Linked DNA regions of Mus musculus: region 2 is linked to region 1. Evidence: chromatin contacts called from public HiChIP or PLAC-seq data. All regions are on one chromosome and are shown on one strand. Each heading gives the region's core, a stretch centred on a gene start, on an enhancer-like site or on the middle of the called end of the contact. The rest is flanking DNA. Distances are from core to core; before and after follow the strand shown. Region 1 holds the start of Accsl (1-aminocyclopropane-1-carboxylate synthase (non-functional)-like). Region 2 overlaps Hsd17b12 (hydroxysteroid (17-beta) dehydrogenase 12).

Region 1 (2,732 bases), core at 63-2,562:
GGCTGCCTGAGGCTACCACTGCCTCTCATTCTTTAAGACAACCTCCACCCAGAAAACTAGGCTTATGACCCTTCCACCATATGCTGTGATTCTCAGCTTTTTTCCAAGCAACAACAACCCCACCCACACATGTCTAAAACCTTGTTGCTTCTTCTACACATGTATAGTATCAGCACTTCAAAGTACTAAACATGCTCTGCAACATCCAGGAGGTTCGGTGGCCAGCCAGTCTAGCCCAAACAGAGAGCATCTGTAAGAGATTCTATCTCAAGCACAAGGTGGAACGTGATGAAGACACTCAACAGTGACCTCTCCCCTCTCTATACACGCAGTGTCCACACACAAAGAATTGCATTCTCCTGGAAGATGTATTTTTAAGAAGGAAGTGAAAATGGGCTAAGGTCATCAGGGAACTTAGAAGTTGGGGACTCTGACAAGACTTCTTATATAGGAAATGTAAATGATGCTGCAGCACAAAGAAATGTTGCCCCTAAAGCCAAGCCCTAAGCATTAGAACTGGGGTTCATCAGTCCTCTCCTTCAAACCCCTTGGCTCTGCCTTGGTTTCAGGGTCCTTAAGTCTGCCCTCACCTACCTTCCAGATCCTCCAGGTTGGTTAAAATCAGCATCAGGGTCAGACAAGCTGCTGCTGGCACGATGTTCCTCTGCCATGAGTTCGGGCTCAAGGTAGGTCTTGAGCAGAGGAGGTGGGAAGGAGCCAGGCAGGGATCGGCTCAGTGCTAGGGTAGGGTTCCCCTAGGCTTCACCTGGTCCGTCTTTCCAGTTAGTTCCACAAGCCTCGCTTTGTGGATGAGAAATAGAGGCTCAAAGGAATGAACTGAGTCTACCAGACACAGAAGTAGGATGTGTTTATCAGGGAAGGTTCCAGGCACATCGGCCCCTAGTGGCCGTGCCTCGTGTGCCCCAGTGCGGCCATGAACATAACCCAACACAGAGTCAAAACGGAAAACACCGAGGTTGCTGTTGCTTTGCTTCTGTAGCTCCACTACCCAGTTCTCAAGCACCGGCTTTATGGATAATGTTGTATTACAATGTTAGGTCTAAGCCGTTTGACAATAAAACTCCACTTTCTTTTAAGCTCCAGGGCACTGTGTGTGGCCCAAAGTCCCTGCCTCCCTCCATTCTCATGGCTTGCGTAGTCACCCCACCGAGCTCACCTTCATTTCTGTTCTCACTCATCTCTGTGCAGTCCGAAGTCTAAATCCAGGAGTGTCTTTGTCATTCAGGGAGCAGAAGCTTGCTCCTCCGCCCCCTCCCCTCTCTTTTAAGCACAAGGTGGCTTGCAGGGTAATGAGACCCATCTTTTCCCCTCCTGGAGCCAACTACCCAGCAGCTCCCCATTATCTAGATGGCCTTGGCATAATTACAGAGAACTGGCTCGGAGTATCCGGTTGGAGCAAATCTGAAGAGTATTGGCTTCAGCTGAAGTGTTCACAGGCTGGGAGGGCCCCTGCTCTTCGAAGGAGGCTAGAGCCAGGGCCTGTGTGTACAGGCAAGACACGGGATGAATCGGGTGCTCACTGACTATGGAAAGTAACCAGAGGGGGAGGAGCCTGTTCAAAGCACAAAGAAGCCTATGGTACCTCCCCGTTTCTGAGGAGGCCATATTTGAGAGTAGGCTGAAGTGGGGTTTAGTCAGCACAGGAGGGGCCACTGCATTAAGAGGTCTTGGAGGGAGCACCAGGAACCCCAGGCACCATCCCCTAGGGCCCAGGACATAGGGTCCCTTGCCTGTGTGGCTTTGGCAAGCCTTCCTTTCTCCTTGGGAAAGACAGAGGCCAGGAAAACTACATCCCAGGTGGTGTGGAGACTAACTGGAGGATGGATGTGTGCTGACATGACGGGGCAGGAAGGGTTGTATGAAATGTCTCAGCTGTGACTGAGCCTCCCGTGACTGTCTAGGGACAGATGTGGACCCAAAGTAGCCTATCCTTCCAGAATACCCATGCCCTGCTCTCAAACTTTGAGGGAAAGATGATCCAGGTGTGGTGGCACGTGCATTTAATCCCAGCACGTGGGAAGCAGAGACAGGAGGGCCTCCTTGAGTTCAGGTACAGCCTGGTTTATGTAGTGAGACCCTGGGCTACAGTTGGGTGCTGGTCTAGGGACCCCAGGACTCTGGACTGCTAACGTCCACCCCTCCTTTTGCCCCACGGCCACTTTCCCTCCTCATTCGCCCTTCTGTTTTTTTTTTTTTTAATGGCATTATTTTCTTCTAAATGGTAAACACACCTGACTCATTTCTCTGTGTTGTTTCTTTCCAGCTCCCCTATCTAGAATCTAAACCCCATGAGGAGAGATGCTTCAACTGTCTTATTTATTGCTGTCTGTCTGAGGAAGACCAGGAGCTCAATAATTGCTGGGATTTGGACTGAAAGTTTCCTCCTAAGGCCTTAAAGCAGTGCTGTTGGCTCTCTCTCTGTCTCTCTCTCTCTCCTCTCCTCTCCACCAGCGGCTCCCCAGTATGATATGCTACCTGGTCTAATATTAACAGAGCTAAGCAACTGTGAACTGAAGCCTTCAAAACTATGCATGGAAATAAATCTTCTGTCTTTCCAAAGTTGTTTGCCTCGAGATTCATAACATTAATGGATGTTAATACCTTGTCAGTGGATGAGTGGGTGGGTGGGTGGGTGAGTGGATGCCCGAAGGCACTTATCTGAGGTCTGGGCTTTAGGCTTCTCTGCTCTCTGGTTCCAAGGCACATAGAGA
Region 2 (3,002 bases), core at 275-2,774, 170 kb after region 1:
ACACTCTACATACTTCCTGACTGGAGATATGTGAAACATAATACACAGGCCTCTCATTTAGGGTCCACTGATTGGTAGTGTGTTTAAATATCTGTGTGCCTTGAGTCAGGGATCTTGAGTCTTTTGTTGCCCCACTCCTGACAAATGGAGATACACCTTAATTTTTATTTTCCAGTCTGGGACATGGGGTCAGGTTAGCATCAAGCTCAAACTTGGTAACAGTGAGTGAGCATGGGGCTCACTGTAGGGGTTCCATAAATGCACACTGCTTCTTGGTAACAGTGAGTGAGCATGGGGCACACTGTAGGGGTTCCATAAATGCACACTGCTTCTGTTTTTCATCTCTCTTCTCTATACATACTATCACTTCCCAGTTTCTGATGCCTTTATATATGTCACATTAGTCACCTCGTTTGCCTTTAGGAGTCAAAAATTAAGGAGCAAAGCCACAGAGAAATCTTGTACAGGTCAGATGACCACTGAGGGGTGAGAGCAGAACTCATAATCTTGGTCTGGTGACGCTGAGCTTAGTGTCTGTTCCTCACTATCTCTAAGCACACAGGCAATGAGGTCTGCACAAAACTAGACTGGACCAGGGGAGGACTTATTGACGTCTCCATGCTTTCACCTGGACTAAAATCCAGATAGGCTATCTCTTCATATGGCAAGTTTGTGAAGCAAGCATATAGGGTTAACACATAAATTATATATATTATATAGGGTTAACATATAAATTTAACAACTTAAGGCAAACTGTCTAAGGAAGTAAGATATTTGCATGTTTTAAGGGGTCTCCCCACTGATGGCAACTAGTGCAACAGACAGAGACTCCTGTCTTCCCATGTGACAACCTGAGAAGGATTCAGCAGTATATCCTTCCTGCTGTAGGCATAAAAGCATAACCCGATAACTACAAGCTGTGTCAGATAAGCCTAAATGAGGTATGCTCAAGACAGAAGAGTGGGGAGGAGTGCTGTGCTCTTCCAAAACATCAGTGGCATAAAAGAGTCCAGAGAGAAAGAAACACAAGAAACAGGAGAATGGAATACCGGATTCTAGACCAAATGCTTTTCTGGAGAATCAAACATTACTGTAAAGATGGCTGGGAACATAGGTCAGTGGCAGAGCACTGGTCTAGTACTTGCCTAGGGGTGCTACAGTCAACCCCCAGCACCAGAAAACAAAAGGAAACTGAAAAGAGTGTTACAGGGTGTGGTGATGCATGCTGGAAATTCCAGCATTCCAGAGGCAAAGGCAGGAGGACTGAGTTCAAGGCTAGCCTGGGCTACATAGTGAGCCCTTGTGTCAAAAAACAAACAAACAAAACAAAAACAAAAACAACCCCCCCCCAACCAACCAACCAAAATGAAAAAGAATAAACAAGAGAAGAGGTAAAACAGTGAACACAGATCATCTAATCAATAACGTTACACCAGCATTCAACCTCACATTTAGTGTTGCTGTAGTTATCTAAGAACTTAACTTGTCAGATGTGCACTAAGAAGCTGAGGCGAAGCGAAAGAGCACACCCGACTTCCTGTCTAAGGCCTCTCTAATGGCTCTAGGTGGAGTCAGACAGTAACAAAGGGGAAAGCTGGGCAAACAGACCAGGCTGCTCTTCTTGGTACTGTCTATGCCTACAACTGGCTTTGTTTTGTTTTCTTTTTAGCTTCTTGACACAAGGTTTCTCTGTATAGCCCTGGCTGTCCTGAAACTTGCTTTGTAGACCAGGCTGGCCTTGAACTCTGAGATCAACCCGCCTCTGCCTTCCAAGTGCTGGAGTTAATTATTTAAGCGTGTACTACCACTGCCCAGCTCCACTTTTTTTTTTTTTTTGTAAATAGCTTTAAAATTATCTCTTAATAAAAATGACTTAGGAAGGAAACCAAGAGGACTGTGGGAGCTGAGGTGGCCCTGGCTATTCCTCACTCACTCAGCATTTACTAGTGAGCACAGGGCAGACCAGCGCCTATCTCCTCACTTAGATTTCACGTGAGTTTTGTTCTTTGAAGGATGTATGCACAAGTTCCTTTTGCTCCTCCCCATCGGTCTTCAGTTGTTGAAAGATAGGGGGCAGGGGGAGAACATTAGCAACACCGAGGTAGCAAACAGCTTTGCTCAGGAACACATTGCAACCTGGGAGTGCTGGTGTATGGCTTTTACCCAGCAGGCAGGAGGCAGAGGCAGGTGCTTTGTAAGTTCAAGGCCAGCCTGGTCTATACTATAATACACTTTCTCAAGAAAAGAAACAAACAAAAAAACCACTTGGTGAGCAGGCCCAGCAGCAGACAGAGGCATGTGAGGCTCCGGGAAGAAGGAAAATCCAAGTGTCTAAGGCCTGAGATAGGGACTCAGGGAAGATGCACTGGAACCTGAGCCTTTTGTCCAGAGCTCAGGGACAGAAGGAGCTTGGCGGCAGTGTGAGACAGTCCTGAAGAGGTGATGTGGGGTGGTTTCTAGCCATATTAGATTCCTATCAGGCAGAGAATCTAAGGAAACTAGCTTCGAGGAAAGAGGCGTTAAAATGAGTCATGGGCACTTCACAGGGCAGAGAACACAGAGGACATTCCACAGTTTGCTCTAGCCTCAACATAAATAAGTAGCAAGAGCACTGATGCCTTGTGGGGTCTGAATTCAATACTAAGCTTCAGGTATAGCCAGTGAGAGACGCCAGCAGTACCGATCTCTGTGTTAACGAGGTCACTTGATCTGTGTGTTAACGAGATGACCCAAGAAACATGGGATGGAATAGAAGGTGCAGCAAGGCACTCAATCCCCCAGTCCGTAACCTAGAAGACAGAAACACCACCCAGAGAAAAGCAGCTACGTTTCAGCTTAACATGGGCTCTCTGCTCTACTCAGTATCCGGGGATTTATTTTCACAGTGGGACAGCCACGTTTTTCTTCATAAATATGAATTTTCCTTTTCTTAGTAATTCATTCTAAGTTTAGACCTCAAGTGAATCTTAGTAATGAAGACAATGATGGATGAAATTAAATAA

The links. HiChIP or PLAC-seq counts read pairs in DNA pulled down with a chosen protein or histone mark.
Region 2: a contact with region 1 is called in an H3K27ac HiChIP or PLAC-seq map of embryonic stem cells, with 5 read pairs. The contact joins the enhancer-like site here to the promoter of Accsl in region 1. A contact is called at or near these places in 4 of 39 promoter capture datasets (the C10 cell line, the HPC-7 cell line, cranial neural crest and 1 more), 1 of 484 Hi-C or Micro-C datasets (embryonic stem cells), 1 of 115 datasets of contacts at active chromatin or transcription factors (embryonic stem cells) and 1 of 9 other capture datasets (adipose tissue).

What each region holds. Positions count from the first base shown.
Region 1 is chr2:93,867,845-93,870,576 of GRCm38.p6, forward strand. Accsl (1-aminocyclopropane-1-carboxylate synthase (non-functional)-like) reads right to left here and starts at 1,313. Exons shown (of 15, transcript NM_001033452.4): 1 at 1,178-1,313. The coding sequence starts at 1,199.
Region 2 is chr2:94,039,372-94,042,373 of GRCm38.p6, forward strand. All of the region lies in intron 9 of Hsd17b12 (hydroxysteroid (17-beta) dehydrogenase 12), which reads right to left. Among named protein-coding and RNA genes, the nearest start is that of Alkbh3, 30 kb to the left of the region's middle. Within about 2 kb of position 1,525, at least 16 of the 459 cell types and tissues checked have an H3K27ac peak or open chromatin away from gene starts, as enhancers often do. A contact at or near this core is called in embryonic stem cells, where this site is marked.